2 separate regions of the Mus musculus genome follow, and region 1 is linked to region 2. A link is a contact called in public Hi-C data. All regions are on one chromosome and are shown on one strand. The core of a region is the stretch at or near the end of the contact, and the rest is flanking DNA. Distances in the headings are between cores, read along the strand shown.

Region 1 (5,849 bases), core at 503-3,002, 450 kb before region 2:
ATTTACCACTGCTTCTTGACTGTGGATGCAGAATTACCAACTAACTGCCTTAAGTTTATGCTACCCTGACTCCCAACCATGATGGGCCACACGCTGAACTACAAGCAGCAACAAACCCTACCTCTCTACATTTCTTTCATTGGGGTGTTTTGTCATAGCATCAGACAAGATAATCAATCCAATTGTTAAAATTAAATCACTTTTATTTATCCAAAGGAGAGTCATCTCAGTATCCTGTGTCTTGTAAGTAATAGTGATTCATGTTATAGACTCACTCATGGATCAACATTTAAAGACGTTGGCACAATTTAATCAACTTAGTGGACATCATATTCAAACAAAAGTAATATAAAATGGTTTATAATCTGTGACTCAAAAAATTCTTTGTGAAATTCGCCTTACATGTGTGCAAATGCATGTTCACAGGGGAGGGTAAAGAAGGATATTAAATGACTCATGTTTACGACAAATATTTTAATATTTTTAAAGGCAATCAAAATGCCTATCAGTGGGGAAATGGTTAAACTAAGGCTTTTGGAATCCCGCTTCAAATTATTGTAAGTAATTGTATATTATAAAGAATTGGAAAAGCCTAGTCATATTCTGATTCCCATTTACACAAAATTTGAATATATACAGCCTAATAATGTATTATTATAAATAACATTATTTTAAAATGTATATCAAAAATCACGAAGGAGCTGTAGCAAGCCGTTAATAATGGAGGCATCGTCTTTATAATCAATGTGTGGCTTAAATCACTCACCGTGAACATGTCGTCTTAGATTATTTGTATAGTTTAAAACATAAATAACAGCTGGCATCTTTTCACTCATTAAGAAAGATGTTTAAGAAAGCAAATGAAGCTGAAGGAACTAAAATCTCATAGCTGTGTGAGCGGCTGATTTGTAGGAAGTGAGTGACCACCTTCACATATCCCTGGATGTCATCAGAGCACCCAACAATTCTGGTACCTATTCCTCAAAAAAAAAAAAAAATATCGAAATAGCCTCAAAATGTCTGTTTGAAAATGTCAAAAAAAAAAAAAAAAAGCAAAAGAATTACACAACCATAAAAGACTTCATTCTGAGTGGACTTCAGGTCAGGTGTATATGAGGTCACATGTACCAACCAGGAACTGACCATCCAAACCAGGCAAGGGAGGGGTCACAGAGTGAACTTCACACTTGGCGCTTTTTCTAAGCCTGCGGATTCAACTTCTGGTTAATGCTTAGCTAGCCTGGAGGAGGGGACAGAGGAACCGGCTTGTAGGCATCTGATTTTCATGCCGCCTATATTCACTTAAGAGGCTGCTATGGGGCTGCTGTGATGTGGGGTTGGGAGTAGATTCTCAGAGGCCATCCCATGGTGTTTCCTCAGTGGAATCAGAGCATGGGTACTTAACCGTGAACAAGCAGGGAGAGCCCTGGAAAATGATTATGTATGGCTATCTTTGTTTTGCAAGGGATTTTTAACTGTGCCGCGTGAATTTTAGTAACAGTTGCGCTTTAAATCGCCATTCTCACCACCGGCTGGCTCCCTGGAGCTCCGACGCACACTGCTTGCCTGTAATAGCTCGTGGAGATGCCTATCCGAAGCATTTCCACAGAGGATGCTTCGAGAAAGTGGCCAAGTAGATGCTAATCAGAATTAGAGAGAACACCGTGTTTGGCTCTAGAAATATAAACAGACAGACTGTTTGTGCAGCAGCCTGACACAAGTTTTGGTGGGGAGAGACGCTCACTGATTCCCCCACGCAAGTTGTATAAGCAGGAAAGGGGAGGGCCATCAGCTCTCTGCCAATGGGGGTGAGGGTGCACTTCTGAAGCTTGTAGTCAAAGGAAATTCAAACCACAGCAGACCTAAAATGCCCTGTCCCAACATGCTCTAGGAGTTGGGATATTCTGTCATGAGTTAACAGAGGGTAATTGCTGTTCTTTTAAGTGCATTAGAATATTTTTCTGGGTTTTTTGTTGTTTTGTTTTGGGTTTTGGTTTTTTGTTTGTTTGTTTTTTACTAATGAGACCTTCATCTACCTCCGGTCATGTGAGAATTTTTCAAACTGAAGTTACATGCTTGGCTATACAAAAAACGAGGATGTTTATAAAAAGCAACCAACCCTAATATGGTCACCGGTCTTGTTTGTGAAATGGAATAGAAGAGGATGCTGAGCCCCCAGTGGCGAAAGATCCATTTAACTGCAAAAGTAGATGAATTTTTGTTGCAAATTTTTACGAGGTTAAAACATAACTGATTGCAAGTAAGGAGCGAACGCAGGAAGGGAAGGGGTGAGATCCCAGCACCTGGGGCGATCTCGGCGTCTGATAAATGCCAGATTTACTGCCAAAGTGAGATTGATAAATACTAACTAAATCACAGCCACGCTTGGGGGCAACTCAGTTATTTTTTCCAGACCCCCCCCCCCAGGAACACAAAACAGGGAACTCAAGTCAGGCATGACCAAACCTGAAGAATTTGACTCTTCCATCCTGCTGCTGGCTGAACTCCTCGTGATTTGGGCCGACTATGGGGGGAAGCCTGGGGGCTGGAGGGCTGGAGGGCTGGGATGGCATAGGGAACCAGTGCTTAATCTGGCCAGGGTTCTGGGGGGAAGGCCTTGCAAAGGGTCAGCTTAGCTCGGTCTTTCATGAATAAACACCCTAATTGGGGACACCATGGATAATGGATCTGACTGCTTTCATGGGGAGGTGGGATCATGATTTGCTAATTAGATATTCCTGGGGTGGTGGAGGCGCCCTAGCTGGCCCTGAAGGATTACTAGTTAACGGAATTTTAGAAGTCAGGAGTACAGACTGACAGAGCTACAATAAATAGGAGGAGGAAAGCATTGCTCCTCCTGCAGTAGCATGGACAAGGAAGTGCCTGGCATGCAGTGTCACCAGTCTCTATGGCCAGCAGTGACCTTTTGAGCTGGATCCCTCCCCCATGAATGGTCCAGCACCAAACATCCCCTCCCTGCTTAGTTCAAGAGATAAAATATCCTCTCTCCAGGCCTCATCCTCAGAATGTGGGGAAATCTTCACAGAGGACAGAAAACTGTGCTCTGAAGCCTCTAGATGTGAGCTGGAGACAGGATGCCACCATTTTCCAAAGCAGGTACAGAAATGAGAGAAAGGATGCTTCTAAGCTGTCCTTATGAGGGAGGAGAGCAGTGTCCAGGCAGGGAACCACTGAGGACAAGCACGCTACCAGAGGACACCATATCCTAGTGAACATCCAAGTTCTCTTTCGGAGAGAAAGCAAAATAAAACATCTTTCTGACAAATGATATATGTAATCCAAGATCTAGGGACTCTCCCAGCTTCTGGGTCATGCACGTGAGCAGTGGGTGTACTAACCTAGGCCCTGACCACTTTCTACTTTCTAGAGGGTGGAGCTCTTCCTGAACTTCAGCTCCCTCAGATGTGAACCTCAGATATGGTTCTACTTCTGCCTGAGAAGGGTCTTGAGGAAATAGCTCCTAAGCCTGGAGAAGAATGGAATGGCTCTCACTCAAGGCTGCATAAGGAGAGGGATCGGTGACTTCCATTTCCCCGAGTTTGCTGACACACAGGCAGCTGACACAAACTTTCACCTGGAAATATTGACCATTTATTGGGCTCTTTTTATGTGGTAAGCACTACCTTTCCTGTCTGTACCATCTCATAATTTCTTCCAAGATCCTGGAGTGTTAAGGACTATCCATTTACAGATGGGGAAACTGACTTGTTTGCAGCCATGATTGCCTGATTAGGGCAGTCGTGGAAATTATTGGTTTTCTCTACTATACTCTAGCTTGAATTTTTCCCTATTGGTTGGTTATATTATTTACTTTATATATATATTATTTCCTGGAGACAACCAAGAAGATGGGTGGTACCTGGATTTGATTGTAGAAAAGTAATTTATTTCTGTAGAAATGATAAGAACAGATTTCTAATAAAGGATACAGTTTGAATGCAAATGGCAACTCTCTCTTAACCTTAATTTTTTTTTTAATTTTCTCACCTGTAAAAAAATGACCTACTGGAACAATCACGTTAAATTCCCTCCCATCTCCATTTTGATGTTTGCTACCACTGGGGCATTTCTGCTAGTTCTAAATGAACTTGTTATAGACAATACAGATTTCTTCCAAGACTCGTTGTTTACAATGAGATATGGCCTGCCTCTGTCACTGTGTGCATGAGCCTGTTTCTGTCTCCTTGGGCTATCTCTCCTGGCATTGGGGGGGGGGGGGAGGATAAGCCCTCCATATGGCTCATTTGTTATTCATGAGCTGATGTGAGTTAATGTGTTTTGCACTTTAACAACTGTTCCACACTATACCATGCCTCCATGTTTGCTCATACACACTCTAAAGTGTGGGGTCCTGCATCCTAATAGAGGTGCATTTACTTCATTATGGTATGTTCGCTAAACGAAGTACATAGACAGAAAGCTAGAAATTAAAAGCTCCAACTCTGCTCCTGTACCTTAGTGAATCAGAGGAATCCAAGCTGCCTCTTCTGGGAGACCCATAGCATGTAGGTAGTGGTGGCCTTAGTCACTCTGGGTTTCTTTCACGGGGATTTCAGAATGAACATTTATTAAACAGAAGGGTCTGCAACTCACGAGCTTAGAGACAAACGGTGAGAGAAAGAGGGAAGGCCAGACATGTATAGGAACCTTCCCAATGGTTAATTCCACTTTGGTTTAGGACCTCCCATTATGGATATGTAAGGGACAAACAGGGCCCAAATTCTGCCAACTTCTTTGCCATGTCCTAAAATCTAAAGGAACTCTTTTGAACCTTATCACAACCCAAATCCCTTGGGGAAATACTGCATTAAACTGGATTAGCGCCTTTCACCAGAGTATAAATCTGACAGGTGTAGATAACGCAGAGAACAGAGAAACCTGTAGTAAGATCAAAAGAAACTAGGGAACTACAAAAGAGCAAATCTTGGAGACTGGGGCACCCAGATCTGGTCCTGGGCTACATTTGACCTTCATCCCTGCTACCCTAGTTTTGATTGGAAACAGAAGCACCCATCCCGTAACAGAGCATATTCCCTGTGTGGCTCCGAGCATAGCTGAGGTTCCTGAACCTATTAAAGAGGCTCCAAAGACTGTTTTTCCAATTTCCCCCAGAATCTCTCTCTAGACTTCCATAACACCAGGAAGTCCTGCCTTCCTGCCCTCTCTGAGTACCATCTCCCATCTCCTAAGCCTTACTAGGGGAGGGACACATTAATCACATGCTAATAGACAAGTAAAAATGACTTCCATAGTGTAGCAGTGAAGGTGTGCAGATGTACATCAAGGAAACAGAGGGAAAACAGAAAGACAAAGACTGAAAAAGCCAGAGAGAGCCAAGGAGGCAGAAGGCACAAGTAAGCTGCTCATCGCGGTTGGCAAAGTAAACACTTTTAACAAGAAAAGAATCAACAGAAAGTGTGCATGCCCCTGCTGATCAAAACCAAGTGGAGGTTCAATATCGATGCTACTGAGACTCGACAAACTCATTAACCCAGACTCAGCACTAACATAACTGAGAAGACATTTGCTGTATGTAAATTTTTGCTTTGGGGGTGCATAGAAAATATGCCAGCACACCTATGAAATGTGTGCTGTAATGATTATCCCAGTTGTACAAATGGGGAAAAAGAATCACTGGTGTGGTAAAGCCATTGTTCCAATGACATGATGGTAGGAGCAGATTTGGGGCCAGGGGTTGGGGAGATATGCCTTCAGAGTTTGCCACCTGTTTACAAGGGTACTGTGCACCTGCTGTGGACGACCCACACCAAAACACCCAAATGAGAAGATACAGGGCTTCACACTAAGGGCCACTAGTGCTTGGTCTC
Region 2 (5,946 bases), core at 407-2,906:
GCAACCAATGGAAAGGCAGAAGTCACGTGGTAACAGCACCACACACAGGGCAGCTGTGAGGCAAGAATGGAGGAAGCTAGTATCCACGTGGACAGCAGAGAGAGATGGGAACCCACCTGTGCAGGAGGCTAGACACCAGTCTGCAGGGGAGGGAACAGACCCTGTTGCTCGAGGTCAGTCAGATGGCTTACCTGACTATGGGACACTCTCACTTCTCTCCAGGCTCTGCTTACACCGAGCTTCATGCCACCAACACCGAGAAGATGGAGTCTTCCTGTTTCCCCAGACCTCCGTAGCATAAAGAGCATATTTACCTGAAGTGGCTATGAAATCAGACACTCCTATATCTAAAGTGGAGTGACAGGCATTGCTCTGGCGCTACTTCTGGGCTTCTCTAAGGCCCCTCGCACACCCTTGCTACACCTCTGCCCTGAGGATGACAGCCAGAAGGGCCATTTGTAGAGGAGAGATGACTGCACACCTTAACTTGGATTTTGTCATTCCTGCTGGCTATGTCTACTTCAGAGCAGCTTGGCAGGAGGCAAGCGAGATCCCCACATTCTGCTAATTGTCTCTGTAGTTTGATGGGCCAGAGGTCACAGACAAAGGGTCATGAGTGCCAGAAAGAGTCCATCAGAAGACCGTCTTCCAGGAACCTAAATCTCTGTTCTAGTGGAGAGGGCATTATCCACAGTGCACTGTAGGGCGTGTTTCTCCTCCAAGACTCTCCCTAGTACCACAAGATGGCAGTCTCTGGAGGATACAGAAATGCTACCCCCAAAACGGTACCCAATGTGGGTGACTTCTAGGGTACGTCCAGCTTGCTACTAGCCTGTGATCTACCCTGAAAAAGACTGCTTCTGCTAATTCTGCCATCAACCATGAGCAGTAGAGAGAGAAAGGTAAGACTCAAGGACCCAGTGGGTCTCAGGAGAGAAAGAAGAGGGGAGAAAGCCACCATGACAGGAGATGGACCATGGCCAGAGGAAACAGCAAGGAACAAGGGGCAAGTGGCTGGGATGTAAGTTAGAATAGCTCACAACCTGCCCAATCTAGGCTTACAGCTTGTTAGTAAAATACCAGGACTGTGGGGTATTTTTGTGGTTGTTGTTTTGTTTGTTTGTTTTTAATACGGGCTAGATAGAATATATAATTCCTTTTACAAGACTCAGCCTCTCAGGTTCTTTAGTTCTCTCCCTGATGAGAATCCAGATCCCTGGAGGTGATAGAATAAGACACCAGAAAAAATAATCCCAGCTCTGTAGAGAGCCCAGCCCGTCACCATTTGTCCTCTTGTTCTCAGTATGGAGTACAAGAAGACCTCAGAGAAAGGCCATTAACCAGGTAAGCTGAGGCCACAAGTGGAAAGACAAGGAGCTCCAACTGGATTGTGACCAGTTGTGCACACTCACTGGGGTGACCGTTCACACCTCTCAGTCTCTGAGTCACTAGAGGATGCTCAGTTAATCAAGGTGCTCTGGGGGCTTTTGGACCTGCAGGTCTAGTGTGGGAACCGTGCTATGTGGCTGGATGCTTTCCTAACACCCACCACCCGGGATGTCTCCTATGCCATTGGAGTGTCCTTTCCAGACTCCTGAGTACACCCTTCAGGCGCCAAGTCTAATGTGACCTCTTCAAATTCATAATGTGTATGAAATAAGCAGAAAACGGCCCAAGGTGAGTCACTCATTAATCACAAGCAAAACAGGCCCTGACCAAGGCCATAGCAGGAAGCATAAAACAGAAAAGGGGAAGAAGAGTTGCCCAATCTCTTTATTTAATATTAACTACTTTATGTTTTTCTCATCTGAATTCTGAGAAAGCTTGCTTCCCACTCAATCCAAAGTCAATTGTCCTTGAATGCCTGGGTGCTCGCTTTGCGGATGCTGTATGCAGCGTGCCTTTGAGCCACGGCCCCTTGAAGGAAAGACGTGCAGCTGGCAGTCCCACCTCCACCTCTTTCGGCAAGACCTTAGTAACTAAGCAAGATCTTAGTAAGGTTTTTTTGAGTATGGCCTGATAGAATCAGGGGGAAACCAACAAATGGTTTCAGGACCTAGCTTTTGTCCTTGGAGTTTCAAACTTCACTGGTAAGAATGCTAGGAGCCATCTATCAGTCCTACTGGGCTATGGCCAGCGCAGGCATGCCCTTCTTCTGGGAAGAAGACTAAGGTATGTGTAGACTGCTCAACTGCATTTGCTCTCAACTGGGTCATATGATAGAAACTAGAGACGGGTAATATGGAGGACCCCATTTTATACATGGGCAAAGTATGGATGATGCCCAGCATGGGGTGCTTTCTGATCCCCTCTCCCCCAGAGACACACACCTTCCCAGACCTTCCCAGAAGCAGGGCCTGAGGTTCTATGCCTCTAAAGGGCAGCTGCTGCTTGCAGATGGGGCATCTGCCCCCAGGACTGCTAGTTTGTCTTGAGTAAGAAGACTTGGAGTTTGGCAGCTATTGCCCTTTGTGAGGCTGTGCTTCCCGCCAGTCAGGGAGCCCATTGTCTCTATCCAGCTGAGGAAATAGCTAGGCTCCAGCATGCACTGATTAGCTTGTGGCTCCCTGCAAAGGTGGCAGGGCCCGACTGGTATGGGTACGCCTCCTGTGTCATTTGCACAGCATGGGAGTGCTATAATCCAAAGGTGCAATTCAGAGGCTTGTCTCCCAAAAGCAAGATGAGGACAAGGCTGGAGATGATAATCAAGGCTGACGCAAATTACCTGGTGTTTGCTGGAGCAGAATGGAACAGAGGGAGCTTCAGGGGGCAAATCGGGTTGGCCCCATCTCCCTGGTGCTGAGGCTGGCTTTTCGGTTGGGAGCTTGGGCAGGGGAAGTACTCCAGTGAACTCTGTTTGGGCATCATTTGGAAACTCTATGATGTCAGAGATTTATCTGCATAGAAATCTCAATGCATCGCTGAAGCCAAATCCCTTGAGAACCTTCCACGGTGCAGACAACTGACTCTTATCCTGAGCATTTCCAAATGAGAGTATCAAGGTTGCCACAATGGCAGCCATATTGTCTGGCACCATAGTGGTGTAAAGCCTACTTAGAAGTCAACTACCCCTTCAAGAACTACCCCTACTCCACTACAAGAAGAGGAAATTGATGCCAGGAAAGAAAAGATCGGAGCCAAGGTCCTACGGAGCACTAGAAATGGATCTTTCAACGGCCTCTTCATTCTTCCCTTGTCTCTCCCTCTCTTCCTCCTTTGGCACATATATTCATTTAACAAACATTTGTTGAGGACATGTTTTGTGCCAAGTGCTACTTCTGGTACCAAACATCCCTACCTTCCTCGATGGGGAAAAAAAGCACTAAATGGGAAGAACAGGTGCTAATCAAAGAACCACTGCTTGGGTGGGTGGGGGACTTGACATTGCACGGGGGGCAGTAAGAATCTTCATCTGTGAAATGGGCTCCATTTGCCCTGCCTCCCTTCCCACCTACACAGCTAGCTCATCCAGGACATCAGCAAGAAATAGACTTTTTATAAACATAAAAGCAAATTCTCCAAATGCTGAGTTTAGCCTCACTCTGATAAGTATTCAATAAATGTTTGTTGAATTGAATTGCTGAATTGAATTATGCTTCAAAAATCAAGCAAGGATTAGCAAGAATTCCCAGCACTAACCACAGTGTTCATTCAATTTTCCTGTCTGGGCAGAGAAGACATTTGTAAGAATGTATGAGCTGGGAGGACTCTAGGCAGTAAGCTGGTCATACCAGCTATCCATTTTACAGAATGGGAAATCAAGGCCCAGAGAAGGGAAAGACTGTTGAAGATCATATATGAAAAAGAGTCAGAGCCAGAGATGCCAGCTTCCTGATAATCTGAGTGACTGAAATGATGGTGAAGAAGAAGATGGAGCCATCTTGTCCCCAGTAAGCTAGAGGCTGTTCTGTGTGTGGAGAGTCCTAAGGAAGGAGACATCTTCCAGCTGTTAATTAAAGTTCTATTATCAGTTCAGTCCTCCAAGTCCCCGGAATCTTTCACAATCCACACCATTAATGTCTGTGTCTGATAGATGTTGATTGTCTGCTCCGTTTATGTTCTAGAAAAGCACCCACATTTCTCTTTGCTGAGCCACACTCTCTCCCTTCCTATTCTCAATCCACAAGGTTTGGGTATGGCAGAAACTATGCATTTCCAGAGAACACAGCCACATGCCTCAGGCCCAGCCAATCAACTCATCACCTGTCTCAGGTCCAGCTAATCAACGAATCCACCTCCCTAGCTGACATGGATGATTCAGAGAAGAAGGTGACATTAAAATGTGACCCAATGTCTGCTGACTTATGGGTAGAATAAATCTTTTATGGTTTAGTCAATGGAATGTGTATTACTGGTGGAACCTAGGTCATGTAACCACACTTCACATGAAGGTATGCCATTTTCCGTTCCTATTATCAGAACAGGGGCAGTCCAGACACACACTGAATCAACAGATAAGTGTGTCTGCCATCTTGGATGAGTGTCCAATGCTGTGCAAAATGCAACATTCAAGAGACTATACCTGGGACTTGGCAGGACCCAACTGTAGCTTGGCTTTTGCTTTGTGGGTTCTTTTTTCTTCCAATCTTCTCCACCCTTTTCCTTCCACCCTTTAGACTCCCTAGCCTTAGATAAGAGGGAAAAAGGATAGAGAAGAAAGGAAAGAGATCCCTGAATAAAGAGAGGGGCTGGAAAGGGGGTGACAGTATAATTAGACTACTTCCTGCTGACTAGGGACATCAAGTTCCTTGGGGCAAGTTTCATCTTTGCTGTCAGGATATCTAAGTCCTTCTTGTTATTTCTTCTCTGAGTACAATTACTAACACATCACAACCAATCCTCCCGAATGACCAACAACTGCCACCAACCCACTCACACCTCTTGGGAGCCTAATATTTACATACCCCCTGGAAAGTCTCCAGAGTTCCAAAAGTCACACACTCACAGAAACTATCTGCAGCTGGCAAAGTCATGCCCTTGTCAGAGCACGAGGCAAATCACAGTCAGCTGCTACGAAGAACCTGAAGCAGCCCCATACCCCACAGCTGGGATCAAAATGAAAACACATTCTTATTTCTGTGTGTTTCAGAGAGACCAAAACTCCAAAATTGTCACTGCACCCAACAGTGGAGGAAACTTCTGTTTCTACTCTAAATAAAGATAAAGAAACTAAGTTCTGGAGAAGTACTTTTCTGGGTCACACAACAAGGACATTGTAGACTCCTGTGCTTTATAGTCCAGGATCACAAAATAGATTTGAATATATTGGGGATCTAGCTGGAAGCAATATTAGATTTCAGATGAACCTGGAATATGTCAGGCATTCAGGAGTCTTTGGGGGTTTAAATTTGAGAGGGTCTCCCAAGACCTGATCCTGAGGAAGAAGTTCAATAATGAGGGTCTTGAACAAGGAAGAAAAGTCTGGTCACAGAATGTAAAGAAATGACAATGAATGTTATGTGGTGGGGTCAGGGTGAATCTTAATGTCTCCTGGGGCTGCCATGTAGCCAACTTCAAAGTCCTGTGAACAAGAGAGTTGAAGGTGGCACTACAAAAGAGAGTCCCCTAAACTACACCGAGGGGCTGAGGATACAGACAGTGTTGCTTTGGGACTCCTCCGGCAGGAATATCCTGGGGAGGGAAGCCCTCTCAGCATTGTTCCTGCAGACCTCCATGAAGCCTTGCACTAGGAGGACCAGAGCATTGGCAGAGGTGCTCAGAGCAGTATCATCCCCACAGGAGACTGGTTCGTGATGACAAAAGATGATCTCTAGGGCTGGCGAGATGGCTCAGTGGTTAAGAGTACCAACTGCTCTTCTGAAGGTCCTGAGTTCAAATCCCAGCAATCACATGGTGGCTCACAACCATCCGTAATGAGATCTGATGCCCTCTTCTGGTGTGTCTGAGGACAGCTACAGTGTACTTACATATAATAAATAAATAATT

What was found. Hi-C and Micro-C count contacts between places; a contact is called where the count stands out from the background.
Region 1: a Hi-C map of liver shows a contact between it and region 2, with 2.7 times the contacts expected there. The contact joins two enhancer-like sites. A contact is called at or near these places in 1 of 484 Hi-C or Micro-C datasets (liver), 1 of 115 datasets of contacts at active chromatin or transcription factors (kidney) and 2 of 9 other capture datasets (embryonic stem cells and embryonic tail).

The regions. Positions count from the first base shown.
Region 1 is chr8:89,313,539-89,319,387 of GRCm38.p6, reverse strand. No RefSeq gene overlaps it. Among named protein-coding and RNA genes, the nearest start is that of Gm35542, 97 kb to the right of the region's middle. Within about 2 kb of position 1,752, at least 34 of the 459 cell types and tissues checked have an H3K27ac peak or open chromatin away from gene starts, as enhancers often do. A contact at or near this core is called in liver, where this site is marked.
Region 2 is chr8:88,858,996-88,864,941 of GRCm38.p6, reverse strand. No RefSeq gene overlaps it. Among named protein-coding and RNA genes, the nearest start is that of Gm42034, 22 kb to the right of the region's middle. Within about 2 kb of position 1,656, at least 5 of the 459 cell types and tissues checked have an H3K27ac peak or open chromatin away from gene starts, as enhancers often do. A contact at or near this core is called in liver, where this site is marked.